Regions from separate parts of the Ovis aries genome. Here region 2 is linked to region 1. The links are chromatin contacts, called in public Hi-C maps. All regions are on one chromosome and are shown on one strand. Each heading gives the region's core, a stretch centred on a gene start, on an enhancer-like site or on the middle of the called end of the contact. The rest is flanking DNA. Distances are from core to core; before and after follow the strand shown.

Region 1 (6,019 bases), core at 3,204-5,703:
TTTAGGGGGCTCCAAAGTCACTGCAGATGGTGACTGCAGCCATGAAATTGAAAAACTCTTGCTCCTTGGAAGGAAAGTTATGACCAAACTAGACAGCATATTAAAAAGCAGAGACATTACTTGGCCAACAAAGCTCCATCTAGTCAAAGCTATGGTTTTTCCAGTAGTCATGTATGGGTGTGAGAGTTGAACCATAAAGAAAGCTGAGCACCAAATAACTGATGCTTTTGAACTGTGGTGTTGGAGAAGACTCTTGAGAGTCCCTTGGACTGCAAGGAGATCCAACCAGTCCATCCTAAAGGAAATCAGTCCTAGATGTTCATTGGAAGAACTGATGTTGAAGCTGAAACCCCAATACTTTGGCCACCTAATGTAAGGACTTACTTATTTGAAAAGACCCTGATGCTGGGAAAGATTGAGGGCAGGAAGAGAAGGGGACAACAGAGGATGAGATGGTTGGATGGCATCACTGACTCAAGGGACATGGGTTTGAGTAAACTCTGGGAGTTGGTGATGGACAGGGAAGCCTGGTGTGCTGCAGTCCATGTGGTCTCAAAGAGTAGGACACAGCTGAGCAACTGAACTGAACTGAACTGAACTGAGTCTAGGCTCCTTCAAATAAGTCATTTTTAAAGCCATTTGAATCCACATATTATGAATATTTTATCGTTATAATAAAGCCTCTTTTTACAAAGATATAAAGATTTTCTCTTCTAGCATAATTCACTTCAAGTTAAAAATCATTTGGGGATCACAAGAAGATGGAACGTTCCTTTGCCAATTCAAGATTAAGTTCAGAAGTGAATATGGAGTTTTTTCAGTGTTGATCTGGCTAATATATACCAAACATACATACACTGTATTACACTTAAATTATTTGTGTTTAAGCTATTATCTAGGGCGTTCCTGGTGGCTCAGCAGTAAAGAATCCGCCTGCAATGCAGGAGCCACAGGAGACCTGGGTTCGATCCCTGGACCTGGAAGATCCCCTGGAGAAGGGCATAGCAGCCCACTTCAGGATTCTTGCCTAGAGAATCCCATGGACAGAGGAGTCTGGCAGGCTACAGTCCATAGGGTCGAAAAGAGTCAGATACAACTGAAGCAATTTTGCAAGCAGCCATTATTTAATATTTAAAAACTACATATTTAGTTAGCCATTCAAAATACATGTTCAGACTTACCTGGTGGTCCAGTGGTTAACAATCCAATTTACAAGGCAAAGGATGTGGGTTCAGATCCCTGGCTGGGTAACAGATTCCACATATCTCAAGGTGTGGACAAAAAAGAAAAAGAAAATACATATTTTCTTAGTCTTAGTCTTAGTCTTCTCATCTAACAACAGCAACAACAACAATATTCCAGCTTCAGGGTGTTTAGGGGTAAAATGAGCAGACTCGTGTGCCCTCCTAATGGGCATGTAAAGCCTTTCATCATCAGGACTGCGTAATCTCACCTGACTCATTTTCCTCAGCTCCTTCCCTGCTGCACGCCTCCTCCCAACCATGAGTCACATCCAAAGTTCTGGTCATCCTTTAATTCCACCAGTGATTTCCAAGCCGTCACACCTTTATACTGGCTATTTTCTTTATGTAGAAAATCTTTCTCTCTTCTCAAAAAAAAAAAAAAATCCTCCTCATCAAAAATTTCAATCAAATAGTGTGAAACTAATTTCACAGCTGTGAAACACGCTAATTCTTCTGGGCTAGATTGTCTTCTCTATTGCTTCCATTGCTCTGTTATTCATCGTAAGAATGTGTTTTCCATTTTTCTCTCATTAGTCTCTGAATATCCTGAGGGTGAAATTTATTTATTTTTGTATTCAAAATACTTACCCTAGGGAATTCCCTGTTGCCCAGTGGTTAGGACTCTTTCACCGCTGGCCTGGGTTTGATCCCTGTTTGGGAAACTAAAATTCTGAAAGCCAAGAGGCATGTCCAAAAACAAAACAAAAACAGACAAACGCTTACCCTAGTGCCTGATGTACAGACTATGAATAAAAGCTGGTGACATGGCCTGAATGTTTAACTCGTAAGTCACATTTTAATGACTTAAATATGCATAGTACATAAGCTTTTAATTTTGATAGGAATTAAATTATTTCAATATATTTTGTTTTGAGAATGCTTTTTTCCCTCACTAATTCAACCAACCAAAAATAATGTTTTTAATTTAAATCTGTGAAAGGGCTTTAAAAAAATTGTTTACATTTACTTCTTAATAATTTCACAAGTACCTGCTTCTATGATAGGTAGGATAGTCTTTTTCCAAGTGTAGCTGAAAAACTGCAAGTGGTTTGCACAGAGTTCTTGAACTTGCTTGTGCTTAGATGTGATTACAGAGTTGTCTTGTTTTTTTGCTCATTCAGACACGGCCACAGATGACCTGGACTGAAGCTGGTGTTCTGTGAAACTGCTTATATTAAGCAGGGGAATACCACTGTCCATCTTCTGATGCCAGACCAGCTAACCAGCTGACAACTATCAGGCTACATTTTTCTTTCTCATCTAGTTATGATCACGACAGCCTGGACTGAGATCCCAGCTTCCTCACCTGATATGAACTTAGGCAGTCAACTTGTCCAGGCCTGTTTCCTCATCTGCAAAGTACGGGTAATTTTAGCGCCTATTTTAGAGGGCTCTTCTCAGGATTCAATACAAGTAAAGTGCTTGGAACAGGGTGAGGGATTAATTCATTCTCCACATATTTATTTTTGTACACTTTGAAATTGTGGAAATGTACTTTCTTTGAATGAACAGAATCTGAATTTAAAACTCTTGGAGAACAGTACTTACAAAGGTTATAACAAGAGTGGTGTTTTAAATACAAATTCATTTTAAACCAGTCAACATGACTATATTTTATCTACTGTTTTCCTGAGTCATGTTGAGTGCTTGCTTCAGCCGTGTCAGACTCTGCAACCTTGTGGACTGTAGCCTTCTAGGCTCCTCTGTCCATGAGATTCTCCAGGCAAGAATACTGGAGGGTTGCCATTTTCTTCTCCAGGGGATCTTCTTGACCCAGGGATCCAACCTGAATCTCCTGTGTCTCCTGCATTGGCAGGCAAATTATTTACCACTGTGCCACCTGGGTTGAAACAGAAACAACACAAGAACAGGTATTTTAAATTATACAGGAAAACTAATTTATGCTCCTCATTGATCTTTTTCACCCTCTGTAAAATAGGATACTGCTAGGAGAAGGCAATGGCACCCCACTCCAGTACTCTTGCCTGGAAAATCCCATGGACGGAGGAGCCTGGTAGGCTGCAGGCCATGGGGTCGCTAAGTCGGACACGACTGAGCGACTTCACTTTCACTTTTCACTTTCATGCATTGGAGAAGGAAATGGCAACCCACTCCAGTGTTCTTGCCTGGAGGATCCCAGGAACAGAGGAGCCTGGTGGGCTGCCGTCCATGGGGTCGCACAGAGTCGGACACGACTGAAGCGACTTAGCAGCAGCAGCTACTCCCCAGGGGCTTCCCAGGGGGCTCCAGTGGTAAAGAATCTGCCTGCCAATACACGAGATGCAGGTAATGCGGGTTAGATCCCAGGGTAGAGAAAAGCCCTGGGTGGAAAAGAGCCCTGGAGAAGGAAATGGCAACCCATTCCAGTATTCTTGCCTGGAAAATCCCATGGACAGAGGAGCCTGACGGGCTACGGTTCATAGGGTCGCAGAGTCGGACACGACTGAAGCGACTTAGCTCGCATTCACCCATCTACGCCCCATCGACACTTCGCTTCTAACTTTCAGTTCAGTTCAGTTCAGTAGCTCAGTCTTGTCCGACTCTTTGCGACCCCATGGACTGCAGCACGCCAGGCTTCCCTATCCATCACCAATTCCCAGAGTTTACTCAAACTCATGTCCATCGAGTGGGTAAAGCCATCCAACCATCTCATCCTCTGTCGTCCCCTTCTCCCGCTTTCAGTCTTTCCCAGCATCAGGATCTTTTCCAATGAGTCCCTTCGCACCAGGTGGCCAAAGTATTGGAGTTTCAGCTTCAGCATCAGTCCTTCCAATGAATATTCAGGGCTGATTTCCTTTAGGATGGACTGGTTTGATCTCCTTTCAGTCCAAGGGACTCTCAAGAGTCTTCTCCAACAGCTTTGTTGAAAAGCATCAATTTTTCGGCTCTCAGCTTTCTTTAAAACTTTAGGCTGTGAAGGTTTGTTTTGGCAACTTAATTTTCATTTGTCTGTTTCATGAGATAATGTCGGGATAGTGAAATAGACTATTGTGTGTGTGGTGGGGGGAGTCTTCGCATTTCAGATTATTTCAACAACGCTAGGTAGCAGCAGTTGGCCGAGGGAGCGGGGGCGGGGTGGGGGGGCGGGGATCAGTAAACCGCGAGAGTAAGTTTGACACTTTGAGGTTCCCGTAGTTAAGCTCGCTTTAAGAACCAAGATGGCGCCGCCCGCCGAGCTACCCATGTGCTGTTTCCGGTCATACACGGAAGCACGACTCCGAACCGCCGCTTGAGACGGTTGGAAGTTGCCGGCGTTCTGGGTTTTCTTGAAACTGCTCGTCGCGGAGCCAGTCAGCAGCCAACATGTCTAGCAGAAACAATAACAAGCTGCCCAGCAACCTTCCGCAGTTACAGAATCTGATCAAGCGGGACCCGCCGGCCTACGTGGAGGAGGTAGGAACGCGGCGCGGTGACGCTGGAAACCTGGGTTGAGACGCTGGCTATAACGAGGCGTAGGATGTAGCTGGGATTCTGGCTCGCCGCGTGTTCGTCTCTTAAGTTAGGGGTTCCCCGCGAGGAGAAAAGAGGTTAAGGGAGAGACATGGCTCAGGGTTCTTTTCCCACCTCTTGAAATCTGCTGCCTGTTGGGATTTTCTGCTTGCTCGGTAGACCCCGCTGCCACGGAAACACCTTTTTTAAAACCTCATTTCTCATTTTACCTTATCTCCGGACCTTATTGAGGTGGAGAGACAAATGGTTCGCCCCCTAACCTCCGACTGCTAGACAACTTTCTCAAGCCTTTTGTTTTCTGAAACCCCTAAATTGAATTAGTCGTTAACACTTGATGAAAGTTTTGTTAGAATACTTTCGCTCTAAGTCTGTTTACGGGAGCCGGCGTTCTGTGCCAGGGACTCTGTTGGGAAGGGGGCGGATTCTCAATTCTACGGGAGAGACACAGGAGCTTGCTTGGTGTGGTGGTGTTAGTCGTTCAGCCGTGTCCACGCTTTGCTAACCCATGTATTCCACCATGCCAGGCTTCCCTGTCCATCATCTCCCGGAGCTTGCTCAAACTCATGTCCATTGAGTCGGTGATGCCATCCAACCATCTCATCCTGTTGTTCCCTTCTCCTGCTTTCAATCTTTCCCAGCATCAGGGTCTTTTCTAGCTTGGTATATATATTTAAAACCAGATTCAACCTCATCAGAAACTGGCAATACCTGGATGTCAGAATTTAAGTGGGGAAAAGACAAGGTTGAAAATTAGAGATTAGATCCAGACTGAGGGGCTTTGTATACTGACCTCATACAAACTGTGAACATTACGCGTGTTTTGAGCTGAGGAGTGACAAAATGAAAGTGATGATTTTGATATTAATTTGGCAAGTGCTTTCTTCAAACACCCATTTATCTGACAGACATTAAACAGGTATCTGCTGCAATTATTTGTGCAAATGGCTAACATAATTATTCATCTTTTGATTGCCCTTCTCATTTCCCCTCCTCCTCTGGATTTTCACATGGAAGTATTTGTGAACTGTTGTTGTTGTTGTTCAGTGGTTAAGTGGAATCCAACTTTGTGATGCCATGGACTGCAGCACATATAGCAGTCTCAGTGGTTTAGATCACCGGCAGAGAGAGCCTTTTGAAAGATTCAAGGAAGTGGAAATAAAGAGTTAGGAACAAATACAAGAAGTTAAGTAATGTAGGTGAGGATTTGAGATGTGTAAAGCAGCGTAAACTTTAGAGGCTTCCACAGTAGCTCAGCTGGTAAAGAATCCGCCTGCAGTGCAAGAGACCCTGGTTTGATTTCTGGGTGGAGAAGTTTCCCTGGAGAA
Region 2 (5,793 bases), core at 363-2,862, 190 kb before region 1:
TACATGTTAGAATGTCATTCTCCCAAATCATCCCACCCTCTCCCTCTCCCTCTGAGTCCAAAGGTCCGTTATACACATCTGTGTCTCTTTCCCTGTCTTGCATACAGGGTCGTCATTGCCATCTTCCTAAATTCCATATATATGTGTTAGTATACTGTATTGGTGTTTTTCTTTCTGGCTTACTTCACTCTGTATAATCGGCTCCAGTTTCATCCATCTCATCACTGCAAAGTTTTCCTCCACCCCATCTCCTTGCCACCCAGTTCATCTTCTCAGAAAAGTTATTCATTTTTAAAAATGTATCTTTCCAGGTATATTTTATACAAATATGTGTAATTACATAGTCTAGCTCTCTTTTTTCCCCACTGAAATTGTAGCATACCATATTCAAGGTCTTGTGTTTATGTAATTCAATCTCTGAGATCTTTCTTTTCAGTACACAGAGCTTTACTGTTTCTATTGCATCACTGAATAGTATTCCTTTGTATGAATGCAACTATTTGGGCAAAACACTGTTTCCAATAATTTGTTATTATAAACAGTGTTGTAACAGATAACCTTGTATTCCATTAATTTTGCCAAATAATTTACAAGATAAATTCCTGGAAGTAGCATTGCTAGGTCCAAAGACAATTTTAATAGACATATGGCTTTTTTGTTGGTTTTATTTGTATTAAAGTTACAAAAGCACATAGATTTAAGAATCACATAATTCTACAAAGTCTCCACCAAGAATTCTTTTCTCCCTCTACTGTCTTTTTCTAATTTAAATTTATTTTTAATTGGAGGATAACTGCTTTACAATGTTGTGGTTTCTGCCATAGATCAACATGAATCAATCATAAGTACCGCTATGTTCCCTCCCTCTTGAACTTTCCTCCCACCCTACCTACCAAGAATTCTACAAAAAAAAAAAAAAAAAAACAACCCCAAACCTAAATTCTCAGAGGCACTTCTCTCTTTTTCTCCCCGCGCTCCATCACTCCCCTCCCCCATTACCCCATAACTTTAAGTGATTTGGTTCTTGGTGAATGTTCCACTGACTCTCCAAGGGCGTCCTGGGTAGCTCAAATGGTAAAGAATCTGCCTGCAATGCCGAAGACGTGGGCCCGATCCCTGGGTCGGGAATCCCCTGGAGAAGGGTATGGCAACCCACTCCAGTATTCTTGCCTGGAGAATTCCACGGGCTGAGCCTAGCGGGCTACAGTCCATGGGGTCGCAGAGTCGGATGCGACTTTCACATTGACTTTCCACTAAGGAGAAGGAGGATTTAGCTTTCTTCCCTACCCTGTCTTCATTAGACACTGGCATTCAGCCTGCTTGCACATCTTTCCCCAGGGGGCCTCCCTAAAGCCGTTTTAAAAGGCTCTCGGGCGGCAGGTCACAGCAAGCTTCCCGGCATCTCACCTAGGCTGTGAAGCTCCACGCAGGGTGAAGCCACAAGGCCCCCGGAAGCTAGCCGGGCCGGGGGCGTTCCCTCTCCATCCTCCACCCACTACGCCTTTCCAGCGTTCCGGCCTCTACGGCTAGGCCAGAAAAGAGGCGGAACTCCCTGATCTGGAGGCGGTTTCCTCGCCGGATTGAAAAGCGGAGTGCACCAAGTGTCGCGGGAGCAGCACCTTGGTCCCCTGCTCCCGCGACATGGCCTTCAACTTTGGTACTCCGTCTGGCACTTCAGGTACCGCTGCAGCCACCGCGGCTCCCGCGGGTGAGTGACTGCCCCGGACTTCTCCCGGCGAGGAGGGGAGGTCTTCGGTCCGGCCCTTCCGTCCGAGAGACTCTTCGGTTTGGGAATCCTGGGGTCTCTTGCCCGCGCGGAGACTTTGGGGGCTTCGGAAAAGGGCGGGCGGCAGCCGAGCGGGCGACGGCGGCTCCTGAGGAGGCCGCGGGAGGAATGGGGGCCCAACCCCGTGCTCGCGCGCGCGGGTGGGGCCCCGCAGGCCCCTCTCCTCCTAGGGTTCGTTTCCCGCCATCCGGTAGTCGGGCTCAGAGAGACCCGAGGCGGCTTCTCTCACTCTTTGCCAGAGACCCGTCCTCCCTCCCCTCCCCGCCGCAGCCTCCGGGACTTGCGCGAACTCGTCGCGGGTTTCCCGCTGCTGGGTTCGGCGAGGATCCGGCTGGGGAGCGTGAAGCGCTGCCCTGCGGCTCCCTCGGCCCTGGCCCTTTAGCTCCTCGCTGCGGGACTGCAGGCTCCTGCCCCTTCCTCCTATCCCCGCCTCCTCGGCTCTCTTAACTCAGGTTGGAGCAAAGTCAGGGTTTGTCTTTGTTCACTTCTGTGAAACCTCCTGCAGACTCTTCTAATCCTTATCTTGCTTTCTTTTTCTTCTTTTTTCTTCCCTCTCTCTCCCTTTAAAATTGTTTGTTTCTTTGCCTGCACGCCTATCAGGATTTGGTGGGCTTGAGACTGCCAACTCCACCGCCAGTGGGTTTAATTTTGGGGGTTTCGGATTAACTGCTAATCCTGCAGTGAACTTTAATATTGGGAATTTCGGTGTTTCTACCACCTCGGCGACTCCGTTCAATTTTGGTAACAGTCTGGCAAGTGCAGGTAGATATGCGGGTCGTCTGTGTAACGAATGTTGGGAGCTGGAGTCCAAGAATATTTTATGGTTCCAGAGTTTGAGAAAGAACAGCGACTTGTCTAATAAGGAAAGGAAAATCATTTCCTAACGTCGAATAAAAAACATTTGTATTAAGTTTTGACTCGTGAAAGATTTGGTTTGGGGAAGTCTTGCAAGTTATTATATAATATTCCTTTGTTAAATTTGCATTTAATTGAGTAGAATGTACCTTCCGAGTGATATGAAATTGGAGTGGATTTTTATTTTGAGTGGGATACGTCTTCCAAATTATTAAATCTCTCTTTTCAAAATATAAGTTCAACAGTCAGGCCCGTTTTCCTGGAATTCTTGGACTCCTGCAGTCATTTTTTTCCCATTTTTCCTGCATCTTTCATTGGAATTTCATTTGTCTTTGTGTTTCCTGAGAGAAACAAATCTTATACGAACAGCAGCAACCTGTCTTGTTTTTTAATCTGTATAATAATAATAATAATAATGTCTTTCTTTAATAAACTAAGCAGATTAGGATACATTTCTGTAAGGTAATGTAGTTATAGTAACAATCCCCAGTTCTTTACTGGATTTTTTGAGAAATGACCACAGCAGTTTATTTTCAGATAGCGCTGACTTCTAAAATGTAGGCTAGACATCTTTGCACTAAGAAAGATAATTTTGAAGATTTTGTATCTATATGGATCATTTGAAGCTCATTGAAACTTCTGCAAAACACAAACTATGTGTGTCTATATATATGAAAAAATTTTAAGTGGGTCTCTGTACCTTGCATACAATGACTCTATAGAAAAGTCTTATTCTTCAGCTGCTCGTATATGAATTTATTCTTCATATTCTCTAACATATGCCACTTATGCCCATGCCAATTATATGCATTTGGTAATCATGATTTATTCCCTAAGACCTATTTGGAGTCTGGCATTTTGTGCAGTCACTTGTTACTGCAATGTGAATATGACCTTGGCATTTGATTTGAAAACATTTTGAAGAATACTTGAGTATTCCAAAGATTAAACAATCCGTTATCATTAAGGTGTATTTAAAGTGATCACATATCACTGTTGTTTGGTATGTTTACTTTTCCTTCTTTGCTTAAAATTGGCACTGGGTAAAACAGAAACATTATTCTGAAATTTGTGTTTCCGAACAAATCCACCCAGCTCGTAACTCAACAGCAATGAATAAACCAGTTGGTATTTGCTTGATTTCATGTTCATTTGGAGTTGTCACTGTTAAATTTTGAGTTGTGATAACTGTTTTAACTACTTTTACATACGTTCATTAACTTAGTCTTCAGCAAAGGATTGATTGAAATTCTTGTTTACTTTTTAAATTTTATGTCCTGGCAGATCCATTATTATTAATAAATATTTTTCATATTATGGAGCATGTTAAGATACCAGTGCTTTTATCGTATAGCCAATTCAGACTATATCTTAGTTTTTCTGTGACACTTAGAAGTAATGAAAAAGATTAGGAACAATATTTAGTATTTTAGGTGATTTTTATCAAAATGTTTGCAGTTTGCAGTACCACAGTAGAATCTACAAGTAAATAGAGTATTTGGTTGTGCCTGGATGCAACATGTAGTCTACTCTTGAATAATTTTCCCAGTCAGAATCATATGATGACTATCAATGAGCTGTGGGTTTTTTCCTTTTTGTATCTCTTATATTACAATATTAATGAATCTCTGCTCTTATGCCAGAAATATATGAGATTGAATATTAGAATCCCAGAAAGTCTGCAGTATAACTCAGAGAGGACTAATGGTTCAAACATGTCTTAAAAGTCTTTTTCGGCATCTCATTGGTAATCAAAGACTGACAGTAAGGGGAGAAAAAGCAATTTTAGATTGGCTAGCATTCCACTCCACTCATATGTCAAGTTGCAAAGGTAAAGATTAATTTTGTCTTTAGATTTATCTGAAAATGAAATTTGTGTATCTGTCAGTTCCCAAACTGTGGTGCAGGGTCTGGTGATGGCTCTGTTCTCCTTTGAAGCCACTACCGCCTTTGATTTTTTTTTTCCTTATCTCTTCAAGAAGTAACATTCTTGTATAAAAGTTATTATATTGGTATATTTAATTTGAAAAGTTGATTAGTCTTGATGGAGACCAAGTAGAAATGTAAGTTAGAATATAAATTAATCCACCAAAACCAAGGTTGCAAACTGGCAACACAGTCTGCTGATACGATGTTTATCACAGTCTTAAAAATATTTGAATGAGTTGCAGAAAAATCAGTTGAATCTGGGTTTAAAATTATGTAAATTTCACATTAAAAAATTAAAATTTTCTATTTCTCTTGGGGAAAATGGGAACATATAACACTACTCAACTACCATTCTCCTGTAGCAGTCATCTGCTGAAATTTAGGAACTGCTGCCATTTAAAAAAAACTGTCCACATTGATCACTTCCACCAGTCAGTAAACACCCAGCCTATTTCATTAATATTAACAACCTGTGTCTTGTAGACATTTGAATTTGCAACCCCTGCTCTAAAAGTACATAGTCATTTTAGTGTGTACACAAACACTAACTAAATAGGCTTAACATGTTTTCTTAGCCATAACTTAATCTCCTCTGTAGTTGAAAGGTATATATTGCATTGTGGCAAATACTTACATAATTTGGAAAAGAAATTGCCTCGTATGTAGTCAAAAATTCTTCATTTCTATTTTATTTATGCTTTTTTAATTAGGTGGGTTTGGAGGATTTGGGACAACGTCTACCACAGCGGGTTCTGCATTCAGCTTTTCTACTCCAGCTAACACAGGCACTACTGGTAAGAAGATATCTTATATCATTTGTAGAAGAAAATGAGCTACAGATCAGATATCTTTTTTAACTTAAAATTGCTAATTTTTCATTCAAAGGATTCTTTGGTAGTACTCAGAACAAAGGTTTTGGATTTGGGACTGGTTTTGGCACGACAACTGGAACTAGTACTGGCTTAGGTACTGGTCTGGGGACCGGACTTGGATTTGGAGGATTTAATACGCAGCAGCAGCAACAGCAGCAACAGACTAGTAAGTACAGGAGGTTTTCATTTTCAGATATGAAACCATAACAATGTAGATGATATTATTTAGTGCACTGTTCAAAACATTTGAGTAGATAACCTTTTTGGGGGGAGGAGTTATAAATATCGTATTCCGCAGGATTCCAAAAGTTTCTTCTCATGTTCAGATATAATGATAGCAACTAAGGAAAA

Evidence for each region. Hi-C and Micro-C count contacts between places; a contact is called where the count stands out from the background.
Region 2: a contact with region 1 is called in a Hi-C map of tail adipose tissue, with 2.4 times the contacts expected there. The contact joins the promoter of NUP54 here to the promoter of SDAD1 in region 1. A contact is called at or near these places in 2 of 16 Hi-C or Micro-C datasets (blood and tail adipose tissue).

The regions. Positions count from the first base shown.
Region 1 is chr6:91,594,713-91,600,731 of ARS-UI_Ramb_v3.0, reverse strand. It overlaps SDAD1 (SDA1 domain containing 1), which reads left to right and starts at 4,453. Exons shown (of 22, transcript XM_004009922.6): 1 at 4,453-4,637. The coding sequence starts at 4,548. It overlaps ART3 (ADP-ribosyltransferase 3 (inactive)), which reads right to left and starts at 1,381. Exons shown (of 10, transcript XM_060417257.1): 1 at 1,182-1,381.
Region 2 is chr6:91,781,244-91,787,036 of ARS-UI_Ramb_v3.0, reverse strand. NUP54 (nucleoporin 54) reads left to right here and starts at 1,612. Exons shown (of 12, transcript XM_004009926.6): 1 at 1,612-1,708; 2 at 5,281-5,364; 3 at 5,456-5,608. The coding sequence starts at 1,642.